Regions from separate parts of the Gossypium arboreum genome. Here region 1 is linked to region 2. The links are chromatin contacts, called in public Hi-C maps. All regions are on one chromosome and are shown on one strand. Each heading gives the region's core, a stretch centred on a gene start, on an enhancer-like site or on the middle of the called end of the contact. The rest is flanking DNA. Distances are from core to core; before and after follow the strand shown.

Evidence for each region. Hi-C and Micro-C count contacts between places; a contact is called where the count stands out from the background.
Region 1: a Hi-C map of leaf shows a contact between it and region 2, with 4 times the contacts expected there. The contact joins the promoter of LOC108483437 here to the promoter of LOC108483034 in region 2. A contact is called at or near these places in 2 of 5 Hi-C or Micro-C datasets (both in leaf).

Annotation. Positions count from the first base shown.
Region 1 is chr1:99,309,357-99,315,866 of ASM2569848v2, forward strand. LOC108483437 (transcription initiation factor IIF subunit beta-like) reads right to left here and starts at 2,265. Exons shown (of 6, transcript XM_017786831.2): 1 at 1,750-2,265; 2 at 1,377-1,485. The coding sequence starts at 1,944. It overlaps LOC108480335 (V-type proton ATPase subunit a3-like), which reads right to left. Exons shown (of 18, transcript XM_017783291.2): 16 at 6,393-6,510; 17 at 6,244-6,303; 18 at 5,634-6,133. The coding sequence ends at 5,929.
Region 2 is chr1:98,736,610-98,743,406 of ASM2569848v2, forward strand. LOC108483034 (proteasome subunit alpha type-1-B) reads right to left here and starts at 3,985. Exons shown (of 2, transcript XM_017786212.2): 1 at 3,466-3,985; 2 at 1,445-2,142. The coding sequence starts at 3,816. The coding sequence ends at 1,672. LOC108483033 (gamma carbonic anhydrase 1, mitochondrial) reads left to right here. Exons shown (of 5, transcript XM_017786210.2): 4 at 37-188; 5 at 513-1,265. The coding sequence ends at 797.

The sequences.
Region 1 (6,510 bases), core at 1,015-3,514, 570 kb after region 2:
AAACTGCACATTTGTAACAATAGAAGGACTAACAATTGAGTCCCTATCATCTCCAATATCCATTTTACTAGGTAAACCATCAACTTTAGACCCATTATACTTCTCGTTTGTCAGCGCCATTTCAAATTTCTCACCAGCAATAACAATTTTAAAAAAATAACTAAGCTAAGCTTTTTACATCTGCAAATTCCAAAAACCCAAGCATGTCCATAGTAATAAAAAAACTACACATTTGTAACAATAGGACTAGCAATTGAGTCTCTATCATCTCCAATATCCATTTTACTAGGTAAAACATCAACTTTAGACCCATTAAACTTGTCTAGATTGAAGGTTTTCTGGATCAGGTTTAATGAAAAGGATGGGTTGTAGGATATGAATTTAGAAGCTATTAATGAATAAGACCGGGGACTGAAGTTGGCTGTGACCGCCATGGCTTTTGTTGAGATGGTGTAGGAGGGTTTGATGCAGAGGATACGGAAGAGAGATAAGAAAAGGCTTTCTTGTTCACATATAATCAAGCTCCTTGCATATTTCTTCTCACCACTCTGCCCCCTACTTTTTTGCCATTGTTGAGAATCATTGACTCTGATACCAAATTGTTACTTCGGTGAATTTCAAATTAATAGTTCAGCTCATCAAAGAGAGACTGAAACCTTAAGACTCATAGGAGAGACCCATATCTCTTTAGGGGTTTTGATAAAAATTTTGCTTGCTTTTGTTTTATTGATCGTCCCTTGAAATGGAGATTACAATAATTTAAAAAAGCATATCAAGCTAAATAAAGTCCTACCAAACACAAATTTTATTTTAAGAGTCTTAAAACAACTTCTTTTATTCCAAGAGCCCTACCTAAAAATTTCTCCTAAGAGTCCTACATAACAGCTACTAAGCATCCATAAAAAATAGACTAATTGGCACCATCCATTTAGAAAGAGTTGCAGTCCTTGAACAGGCTCCACCTTAAACCAATCAAATGCTCTTCACAACACACATTCAATATGCTCACTAAAGAACTCCAAAAAAATACTAAATATGCATTTAAAGGTATACATAGTCTCCCCTCATAATCTTTTTACGAATAAAAAGAACACTCACAATTAACTTGTGGACAGCATACCAATTCCTAATATGCACATTATTCTGATTAAACCCTCAATGCTATACAGCAACAAGTGCACCATGTATCTAAGAAAATATTCACTAAATCATGAAAGTAAGAAACACTCCCAGTGTAGTTTTTATAAGAAAACCACATTTTGAGGTAAATTGTTACTTCAAGTTACCGTACAAAGTGACAACAAAAAGGGATTGAATTAGATAACACACAAATGAATACTTGAGAAGCAAAAGAAAAAAGGAACCATAATTCTTACCCTGAGTTGTTTCAGAGAAAACGGACATAGGAACAAAGTCTTTAAACATATTCAAGGCGTAACTCTTTGGCATATTTCCAATCTCAGATCCAGCCATCTCCATAGTAAACTGATCATCAACTGATAAACTCGTGAGAAATAAGAAAACAACAGAACTAATAATACAACTTAAAACGTATAACAAGAATGTCATTCAAATCTTTTACTTGGTAGATTATAGAATCAATAACCAAGAAACCTCTTTTACCACAATTAAAGATCCAATTCACCATTAATAAAAAAGGGGTATTATCTAAAACTTGTAATTAAGAGTTCCAAGTTGCGAATTCAGGGTTAAAAAACTATCATCTTCAAGTGTTTAGGGTTAGAGTACCTGCATAGAAGAAGGGTCATCGGGTTTGCGAGGGTCGAGAGAGAGGACAACCTTGGCGACAGGCTGTGAATCGGAAGAAGAAGAGGTCTGACTCTTCCATGGTTTGGCCACAACGACCGGACACTTCATTAACCAAACCGATCTATCAGCTTTTCCAGTCTCCAAAAAGCCGCTATTACTGTGATCTTCGTCCATCTTCAAGCTCTTCCTCTGCGAACTGATCAAAATTCCTCTTATTTCACGTTTACCTGCAAGGCAGTTTTGGCAGAGCCTGGAAATTTCCTTGGTCAGTTTCTTCTACTTTTCGCTGCCAGAAGACTGACAGCAATTGTTTTTGTTCATTCACAGTATTAAATTTACGAGTTGAGGAATGAATTGGACCCTGACGAACCGCACGGAACGAATTTAGGGAACCGGATTTGTCGTAAAGCTAGTAATGGGCCTAATGGTATCAAAAATAGAGAGAAAATTTAGCTGAGGTTGAAGCCTGTCCGGATCTCATGGGCAGGACAGCTCAGATTGAATCGAGTCCACTATTTTTCAATTTTTTTATTCAACATCAGATTTAAGTAATAAAATTTTAAATAAAATCTGAGAATTGGGATGAGGAAAAACTCCTTTTTAAGTTTAACTAATCCTCCCAAACTTAGAAATTTAATAAGAAACATCCGAATTAAATTAAATTTAATTGTTTTATTTTTGAAATAAATAAAAAAATGTTTTATTTTTATTTTAGAATAAATAAGATTAATTTTTAAGTTTAAACTTAAAACTTAATTGAGATGTTTAATTTATATGGTCCTAGATAAAAATTAATAAACACATTACATTTTCTAATCATCAAAAATAGAAATTTTTATCAAATAAATTTAGATTTAAAAAGTATAAAAATGTACTAGAGTTACGACTTATAATTTGTCTATAGAAAAAATGGGAACTAATGAAATTTCTCATCCACATGGTTTTGAAATCGTCATAGAACTTAAAGCTAAGAATATTCTACTTAAGTTTAACAATAATAAATTATAATTTTATATGTACGGAGATATATATTATATTTATATATTAAGGATATTTTTATAAATATTTCAAGGATGGGTGAGGCATTAGATCATATTACAACCTATCATATTCGAATTTTTCTCAATTCATCCCGACATGAAAATATTTTAATTTTATAAACTAATTAAAAATTAACATGTGTTTTACTTATATCGTATTTGTTTTAGAAAAAGTATTGTATGATTATCATCTTTATCCTTTTAAATTTTTAAGAAGAAAATGTTGAAAATTAAAAAAAGATTAAATTTATCATTCTTTTATTTTGAAAGAGATAAAAATAATTTGAAATCACAGTTTGCTATAATCTATTCTCTTTATTTTAGTTTTTGAAAATTTTTTTGGGCAAAAGTTTTCAAGATTATTAAATACATCGTATTAAAAAATTAGCATAAATGCTACTTTAAAAAAAAAATTAGTGAATTGAATTCAACTATCAAAAAAGAAAATGAGCCTTGAGCGTTTGGGATCCCCCCTGTCTTTGAATCTGGAAAGAGCAACAAAGAAGTTAAGATTCGAGATCACAGAGAAAATGATGACGATAAAATGGTGCTTAATGAATCTTTGCCAATTCGAATGATGGTGGTGCATCAGGTGATGGAAGCGTTTTGCAATTTCTCTGGCAACGGAGTGAGCAATGAGAAAACTACTATGTATTTCACGAAGAATGTTTCTAATCAAATGAAGGATCTGATAAGTGGAGGATTGGACTATAATTCTGCTGAAGATCTTGGGAAGTATTTGGGCGTCCCCATTTTTCATTGACGAGTCACGAAGGCTACTTTTCAGTATTTTATCAACAATATGAAACAAAAGTTAGTCGGCTGGAAGACGAGTGCTTTGTCTTTGGCTGGACGAATTACACTTGCTAAAGCGGTAGTGTCAGTCATACCTATTTATGTGATGAAATCAATCGTTGTTCCAAAAGGTCTTTGCTTGGAAATGGAGAAAATAATCCTCAACTTTGTGTGGGGGAGCACGGATGAAAAACGGAAGATTAGTCTAATTAAATGGGAAGAAGTGTGCAAACCAATTAAAAGTGGTGGACTGGGATTTAAAATTTTGAGCAAGCAAAATGATGCTTTCTTGATGAAGATAGGTTTCAACCTTATTCAACAATCGAATCAGCGTTGGATCCAAGTTCTTCGTACCAAGTATAAATGTGTTGAAAAGGTACCACAAACTTTGCACACAAATTATGTATCGCGGTTATGGAAAGGAATGAGTAAAGTCTGGGAAACTGTCAGGGATGGTGTAATTTGGAATGTTGGAAATGGTAAGGTTGTTGATTTTTGGAGAGATGAATAAATAAAAAATCATGGGAAATTGAATATGGTATGTTTGAATCCGGATTTGCTACCCAATGAAACTGTGATAGTTTATAGTATGGTTAACAATAAAGGAAAATGGGATATGGATGTCTTAAAAAGCATGTTGCCATCATCCTCTGTTGCATATATTACTGCAGTTAAACAACCTATGGCGAATGATGAGTTCGAGGATAAACCTGGTTGGAAATGAAACAAAGGAACTGTCTTCACTTCTAAGTCATCATATGAATTGTTGAGCGAGGAATTTGATCAAGAAATTTATAAGAGGTGGCAGGTGATTTGGAAGATTAGGGGGCCACAGCGAGTGAGAGTATTTCTTTGGCTTGTAGTTCATGAAAATTGCTAACGAATGCGGAACGATAGAGACGACATATTACAATAGACCCTTCGTTTAATCAATGTGGAGCCAGATTGGAGAACATAGATCATGTTTTGCGAAAATGTTTGCCAACGACTGACCTTTGGAGTTGAGTGGTGAAGAGTGGCAAATTGAATGAATTCTTAGGCCTTAGCTGATTGCGTTCATGTAAACTTATCAAGGTCGGAATACTTTGCTCAATGATGAAAACTGGGAGGTGTTTTTTGGGGTGGCATGCTAGAGCCTATTGCTGCGAAGAAATCAAGTTATCTTCAATGATAATTTTTCTGAGTGGAAAAGCACGCTGGACAAGGCAACGCTTTAAGTCTAGAGTTTTGTGATACGACTCAAGGTACAAACGGAAAAGATAACAGGGGAAAAGAGAAGATATTGTAGCATATTTGTTGGTAGCGCACTAAATCAGGATGGCTCAAAGTGAACACAGATAGTGCTAGACTACTCAAGCGTGGTTTTGCAGTAGATAGAGGATCGGTCAGAGATGAAAATGGTGTCTAACACTCAGGATTTGCAAGAAATATAAGGATATGCATCACTATCAAGGTTGAATTACAGGGTATCCATGATGGGTTGATATTAGCAAGGAAGATGGAGGCAAGATGAGTGATCTTAAAAACAAATAGGTTGGCAACATTAGACCTTGTTTGTGAAAAGGGTGAGATGAATTACGACAGTGCTGTTCTACGAAATGTCAAAAGAAAGATTGTTGGTAATTGAGATATTGATCTCAAACATGTGTTTCGTGAAAAAAATTGACTAGCAGATAGTATGGCGACCATGACCTTTAATTTGGAACGGAGTTTTAGTGTCTTCCCACAGCCACCTAATGAAAATTTTCAAATTCTACATAAAGATTTAGATGGTTTTGTAGTGCCTAGAATAATTATAGTTTAAATACCAGTGATTTTCTACATTTACCAAAAAAAATAAAAATACATCGCACTCATATGGTTACTTGTATAGGGCGGACCAATGGCTGGATCCAAACATTAATTTGATTATTGCATAATATTTGCAGGTTCATGCTATTGTAGGTATCATGTTTGGTTCTTGTATAAACAAATAAATATCACTGATTTTGCTCGTTGTCTTCAAAGAAAAAAAAAAAAAAAGCAACCTCTATCAATCGACTGTTAAATTACATTGCATGATACAAAAAAGAAAAGTGTCACAAAATTATTCATTTCTTCCAATTAACAGACATACAACAATCACCAATGTGGAAACACAATGGCTATGTTAACAAATTACAACTTTGAATAGCGGGGGGGAACGGGAACAAAGCCTTTGTCTTCTCTAATCCCAACAAACAAGTTCACCACTTCATATACAGAACCTCTAAAATATGAGTTTAAATCCCTACCTATAGGACCAAGGGAATGTATTTTTTAATACTCCTTTGTGTTTGTTCTTTCATTCATCTTCGGCATCAAGTGATGCAAATGAAAATGGCTGAAATTTATAACCGTCTCCTTCGTAGAACTTATTCTGAAACTCAACCCAATGAAGCCTCAAAGCGTGTAAGAATGCGCTGAGGGTTTCCATCACTAGTAACACACCAACTGTTGCGCATATAAATACAAATATACCGATGATAAGAATGAAGATATTGTTGAATCTGCAAAAGAAAGCAAATGATAATAATCAGTCCTTTTTAATTAAATTCAAAATACTTACTAATGCAAGAGAAAATGTTTTGAGGAGAAAAGTAGACTACTCCGTACTCACCCCCAGGCCAAAAGTAAAACCTTGTCATAAAATACACTTGACAACTCTGAATGGGCTAGGCTGTAAAATGTAAAATCAAACAAATCAGATGCAGTCAAAGAGGCCTTTCTTTGCAAGGGACTTGAAGGTTTCAAGTGGTTAGAATCTACCTAAGAGCCCATAAACGCAGATATGAAGCTGTATTCGACACTGCTCCAAGCACAAATTCGATAGTGTGTATAAGTTGGTGAACAAAGATCTCACTGAACTCAAACTCTTCATGGCTAC
Region 2 (6,797 bases), core at 2,735-5,234:
ATCAATAAGGTATGATTGAAACTTTGAAATGATCAGGTCATAGTGCTGTTTTACATGGCTGTACCGTTGAGGATGAAGCATTTGTTGGCATGGGAGCCACACTTCTTGATGGTGTAGTTGTGGAAAAACATGCTATGGTTGCTGCTGGAGCCCTTGTGAGACAGAATACAAGGATCCCAGCTGGAGAGGTACCACGAACTCCATGGTCTTCTGGTCATGTTTTCAAAAATATTTGATGAACTTGTTGATTTATCTGTTAATCAAAGTCACCTTCGTTTCTTGTTGTAGCATTTATGAATAAAAAAATTAACCAGAAACATGTATTAGAAGTTAGAAAACATATACATATATGTTCAGACGATAAAGATAAAACAGGTGCTATGACACCTGTTGGTAACAAATATAATACAGGGACAGTTCTACTGCTCATATTAATATTTTAAGTCATACCATGCTGTAAAAATGTACCTGTACTTTAGATGATGAGGTGTTCGATCTTCTTTGGTTGACAGGTGTGGGGAGGCAATCCAGCTAAATTCCTGAGGAAGCTAACTGAAGAAGAGATAGCGTTTATTTCCCAGTCAGCCACCAATTATACCAACCTTGCACAGGTACATGCTGCTGAGAATGCAAAACCCTTTGATGAAATTGAATTTGAGAAAATTCTTCGCAAGAAGTTTGCGAAGAGGGATGAAGAGTATGACTCAATGCTGGGTGTTGTCCGTGAAACTCCACCAGAACTAATTCTTCCAGACAATGTCCTACCAGATAAAGAGCAAAAGTCCTCTCAAAAATGATCTTTTTTTTTATTTATTAGTTGCTTTTTTATTTGCTCCAAAAGTCTTGAGATTTGGCATCAAGAAAAATTTATTGTTATGTTCCAAGTACATGGCAGAGGGATGATTTTTCTTTTCCAAATAATACCGGACATGTTTTAGTATAGAACCTTGGCTTCTTTTTAGCTATAAAACTCTACTGTTTGTATGGTTACTCAGAGTCGCAGTTCATGACCGGAGAGATGTAATTTGTTGTCTAATGTTCCATGTACCTAAGATGCTTGTTTTCTACTTATAATTGCCCTTCTCGTGTATCAGTATACAGCAGGCGACTGGCTTTGCTGTGCTTAGACGTAGTACTTCTCTTTGTGGTCAAAGGCCTAGTACTTCTTGTAATGGTAATAAACAATGCTGAATACTAGGTTGCTCTTTTAAAGCAAGGGATTATGCATGCGTTAGTTAATGAATAAATGACAATTTATTGCATAATTCATGTATGTTTGTATTACTGTTAATCTTATAAAAAATTACATACATATTTATAAATTGTTGAATACTTTCAAATCTAAAAGTCTATATATATGTTTGCGAGCGTTTTTCTGCCACTGATGCAAAGTTTGGGTCAGTCACAAATCCTGATGCCTGCATCAAATTTGTACCAACACTCATTTAAGTTGACAACTTGAATAACTGCATCTTGGGTATAACTGCAAATTTAGTTTTAAGTTTTGGGTCAGGCTAGCATGCGCATGCTTGCAGCAATTGTAAAAACATAGTTTGCAAAAGAAAGAAGGAAATATCCAACACAATAATGTCTACCAGTTACCAACTCAATCCGCAAACACACGCTAGAAAACCTTATCTAAACATGAGATGGGCCCCGATGCTGGTATCCTTAAATATCCATTGGGGCTACGCCTTCGTCAGTAGAACCACCCTGCTCAGCTGCAGCCTCTTGCCCTGCAGCAGCATCAGGTTCAGCAGCTGGTCCTTCTTGCTCTCCCACGATCTCAAAGGCATTGATCATTTGTTGTACAGTTTCCTGATCCAAAATATGGAACGGCTCTCCAACCCCTACCACAGCAACTGTACATATAGAGCTTTTTAGAGTTTCTCCTTGCAGGGTTTCCCTTATAGCCATTAGAGCATCTTTGACCAGATCATCCCGAGAGGAATCTGCGAAGTTCTCAAACCTCCGCTCCAAGTACGTCTTTGCAGCTTGTGAGCGTGACCCAATGGCAAAAGCCTGGTACTCAAAGTAATTTCCACTCGGACAGTTGTAGTAGAGATGAGCCCCAGATTCATCCAAGCCAGCCACCAACAGGCCAACCCCATAAGGTCGTTTCCAAGAGCGTTGGGTGCAGACCTGCAACCAAACACAAGCATGTCCCCCATTTCAATTGCACAAACAAATAACACTAATATGTTATTAGGTTTGGTGTTCCGCAAGAAATTGCCATCTTTTGCATCAACTATGTTTCATTTAATGGGGTTAAAAGTAAACACCCCAAAAGAAATTATCAAAAGAAAAAGTGAACTCACTACATTAATAAGAGAATAACTATCAAAAATCATGTTAGATTCCAAGATTATTACAAACAATGTCAGAGCTCCAAATATGCAATTGAATTAAGATACAGTTGAGAAATATACAAAATTTAGCAGTGAATTGAATGGGTAAGCACAGAATAACACTAAGGAGATGAAGCAAAAGATAAACATCAGAGGGCTTCCACAGTTTTTATGTTAATCAAAGAGCCATATGAAAACATAGATCATCTATCACAATTTACGGTCACTCACCATAACCAACCTCAAAGACTTATCATTCAGCCTCACTTCTTGCATCAACAAATGAACAGATCAAGTAATCATGAAAAAGTTAGAAAACTGCTACTCAATCACTTAACACCAGAACAGCAAAAACCGAGCACACAAAGGCATGCCAAGCTCTCCGAGTTGTATGCAAAGAAACCATTAAGCCCATTCAAACGACAATTGAGCTTCAATCCTATTATACTCTCATCCTTCAATTAACAGAAGCCTAACAAGGTAATAAGACAATAACTGGAATACACTCACCTCCCACAATCTTTTCAAATCAGCCTTTCTATGGAATAGTCTATTGCCTGCTTTATGCCCAGAAGTTTTTAGTCAGAAACAAATCGCAAATACAATATCATTACCAGACCAAGTCACTTGATGCCAATTACAGTCAAACCCTCATCCATAACTTGCAAGTAAAGCTAACTCACCAATTGAATACATAATCAGTAGGAAAGAGATCCCCTCAGTTATACTTCTGTCAGTTTGTATTATACTAATCCGCATTATCCGTTTCATTTTCCTCTATTCCAGATAGAACTTCGGCTATTAATTCAATCATTGATCAGTTCAGCAGTAACGCAAATGGGCAGTTCTATTTCTACATTACTTGATCCATTAATGTTTCCTACACGGAAGCCGCGCTTAACTGTGAGTCAATAACCATTTTATGATTAATTTTGCACTTCTATTTACTTAAATGCTTCAGTAGAAACCCACTAATTAGGGTTTCAACTTTCAACTTCTCAAAGAAAACCCAAATATCAACATTACCCATCAGTTTAACTACACTCAAAATAAAGGTCATTTCCCTTTTCTTTAAAGAAAAAAGTTCAAAGATTTAGGATTTCAAGAAATGAAAGACCTGCGCTTTATCGGCAAGTTGGACGACAAGTCTGCCAACAGGAAGTGGCGATTCATACGTGAAGTTGTAGTTAATACACTCGTTTCTCATATACCGAGAAAGGACGCGGCCGTCAGCGGTGAGACCGGCGATGGCAACGCCGATGTGGTCGTCGACTTTGAAAATCTTTTTCTGGTGAGAAGACAACTCGGAGTTAGCCTTGTTGACGCAACCCAAAACTACATGGGTCTTAGATCGAAGCCCGATCGCGGCTGAACCTTGCTTCACAGCTTCCATCGCGTATTCCACTTGGAACAACCGCCCCGCAGGACTCCATGTGGTAACGTCTGTATCGTACTGGTTCCTGAACATTTTCCTCTACGCCACCGTCTTAATTGCTAGCTTTCTTCTTCGATTGAAAGAAACTGGCTTCAACACACTCTCTCTGGTTATTTTAAGAGGGTTTTTCTTCTTCTTCAAGACAGATTGAGAGAAAAACGAAAGCCCTTCTAATGTCTTTGATTCAATGCTAATAATATTGGGGTCATTCGACAAGAAAATGGGCCAATAGGCCTAATGAAGCTGTAATATAGGATAGCGTTTAGAGGTTTCATGGGCCGCCCAGCACAGTCTGTGTTTGCCCGGGTTTGGATTTAGTTTCCTTGGGCCAATCCGGCCTATTTTATTGTTTAAAAATATATAAATAATTTTATTTGAATATTTATATAATTTTTTAATTAAATATAATTAAAAATATTTTTATTACTTTTTACTTAGTAAAATGGAGAATTTAGATAGGAAAGTTGGATTTGAGTCTAAAATTATTTTTGGGAATCAGGCCTGATTTATTCCATAAACATCTTTAATACAATTTAAATAGGATATTTTTAATCAATTTTCTTTTAATCTAGTGAAAACATCATTATTTAAAATTAAAAATGAGATGTGTTGGATAAGGTTTGGTTTTGATTGAATCATTTTTAATTTAATAAAATATATGATTGTTTTGTCAATGTTGTTGATGTCACATTTTTAAATAAAAATACGCTTGGTAGTTATGTAACTAAAAATGACTGAATCTAACAAAATAATTTTAATATATGACAAAAATGTAAAATATAAATTTATAGATAAAAAATTAACTCAATTAAACAATGAAAAAATAAGAAAATATCAAATGTATATTTGTTTCATTGAAAATAGTTTTTATGAAATATTTTTAAGAAATCATCAAACAACAAAAATATATTTTATATGAATTCATCCAAACACTAAAAACTATTAACTTTTCTAGAAAAGTAAGTTATTTTCCAGCAATTATTTTCCGAAAGTTATTTTTAATGAAAGAAACAAACCCTTAAGTGGGTTGGATGAGATTTAAGGTTAGAGACTTTTCATCAAGTCATCTGAAAATTAAGTGTGTTGGATAATATTTGAGTTGGACGCTTATGCTCTTGTTTGAATATTTTAAATTATGATTTGGGGTTTAATTTTGAGTTACAACATTATGAAAAATTTAGATTTGACCACGTTTAGGCGTGTGATATCTTTTCTGTTTAATTTATCGTTACATCATTTAACGACATTTAATGGCTCAATGACAAACATGTTATAATTGATAATGCTAATAATCATTTCGTAACAAATTAAAATTCGATAATTAAAACATAAGTGATAATTTCTGTAATTTAGTCATAGAAAAATGAATGGTAGTCCTGGGTAGTTTGGTAAATTTCTTTTGCCTAGGGTGATATTTAAAAAAGAAAAAAGAAAAAAGAAAAAGAAAAAAACGAAAGCTTGTTTGAAAAACCCGGGTAAAGTTAAAAAGGGTGGAAGTCTTTATTGATGAACTCATAAATGTGAACGCATCGTTTCAATGGGGAAATGTGGACCTCATAGTTTCTTCCCGGCATTTGAATCTCTTGACTCAGGTCACAATCTGCATACGTACATTTACTAGGTCTTAGGTTCTTCAATTATGAAAATCATCCTAATTTAATTAATTTACATTTTGTTTCTTTTCATATTTGGGTGCGTTTGGTTTTTGCTTATGATTTCAATGAGATGTAATTAAAAGAAAAATTAATTTTCAAGATTGGTATACATTAAAAAGTATTGATTTAAGTCCTAAAATGTTATACTAATACTTTCGGTTCACTTTGTATTAAAAAATCACATTTGATTTATTCAAAACTTTCTTAAAATTCGATGATAATTTATGAAATTATCTTTATTAATTAAAAGATAATATTAATATATTTTAATGTTTTCAATAGTTGTTATTATTAATAAATATTTACTTAAATATGTATTTATAATTGACTAAGAATCTGCCCTTACTTTCAGTAATACCTCAATAAAATTGTACTCAATTTACTACTCAAAAAAGACCTAAAGTGACCTGCTTCTTTCGAGAGCTAGATCTCAAGTTAACTGACATGTGTCTATAGGCCTTAGCACAATATCCTACATTGTTTGGTCTTTATTCTATACAAACACTGCTCTATGTCTAAAGTCTGCTACAAGTATTTCGTTGAATACCCGTTTATATCATTCAATTCCAGTCCAACTAATCTAAACTTTTCAGGAATAGATTTAGTTTATGGGCATACTGCACACTCATCTATGTCTAGAGAATGTACGCATACAATTGGGAAATTAAAACAACTGAATGAAACAGTAGATTAAATCAAATATATGATTCAACCATTAACGAAAATAAAAGTTTCATCATGTAATCCAGCCCTATGAGATTTATTTCATGGGTTGACAATTAAAATTCAAGTTCAAAATAACACCCAACATCATTTCGACCAAATAAATTCACGGGAGAACAGATTAAGAAATAATGGAAGAACTTAGAAAGAAGGTTGTCGCAAAGTCAATCTACAATCCAGCAACACAGTGTCTTGTGGTGACTGAGAGGGACTACCTTCAGTTTCCTCCTTTCATCTCTACCCAGCCGCTACCCTCTATTGTTGCCTCCGGATCTCCACACTCTTTAGGTTTTCCTCTTTTGGATTTTTATAAGCTTTTCTTCCTAGGGTAAATCCAACAACCCATGATATCTTCTCCTCTTTTTTATATAGATTTTTTTGGTACAAGTAGAGTTTGGTTGAAATTGGTATGCGTTGAGCGTTAACTCGGTCATCTTCCTGAAATTGCCACGACATTTGTGTTGGCAAACTGTTTAATCTTTTGCCCCAACAAACCTTCACTCTTTTATTTCTTTCTCCATATCCTACACCTGCCAAACCACCAAACACAACCCTTCCACATGCAATTAAAAGTACCTAACATTTAAACACAGTCCAAGCTTCTAATACAATGATAAAAATACCAATGAAATGTCC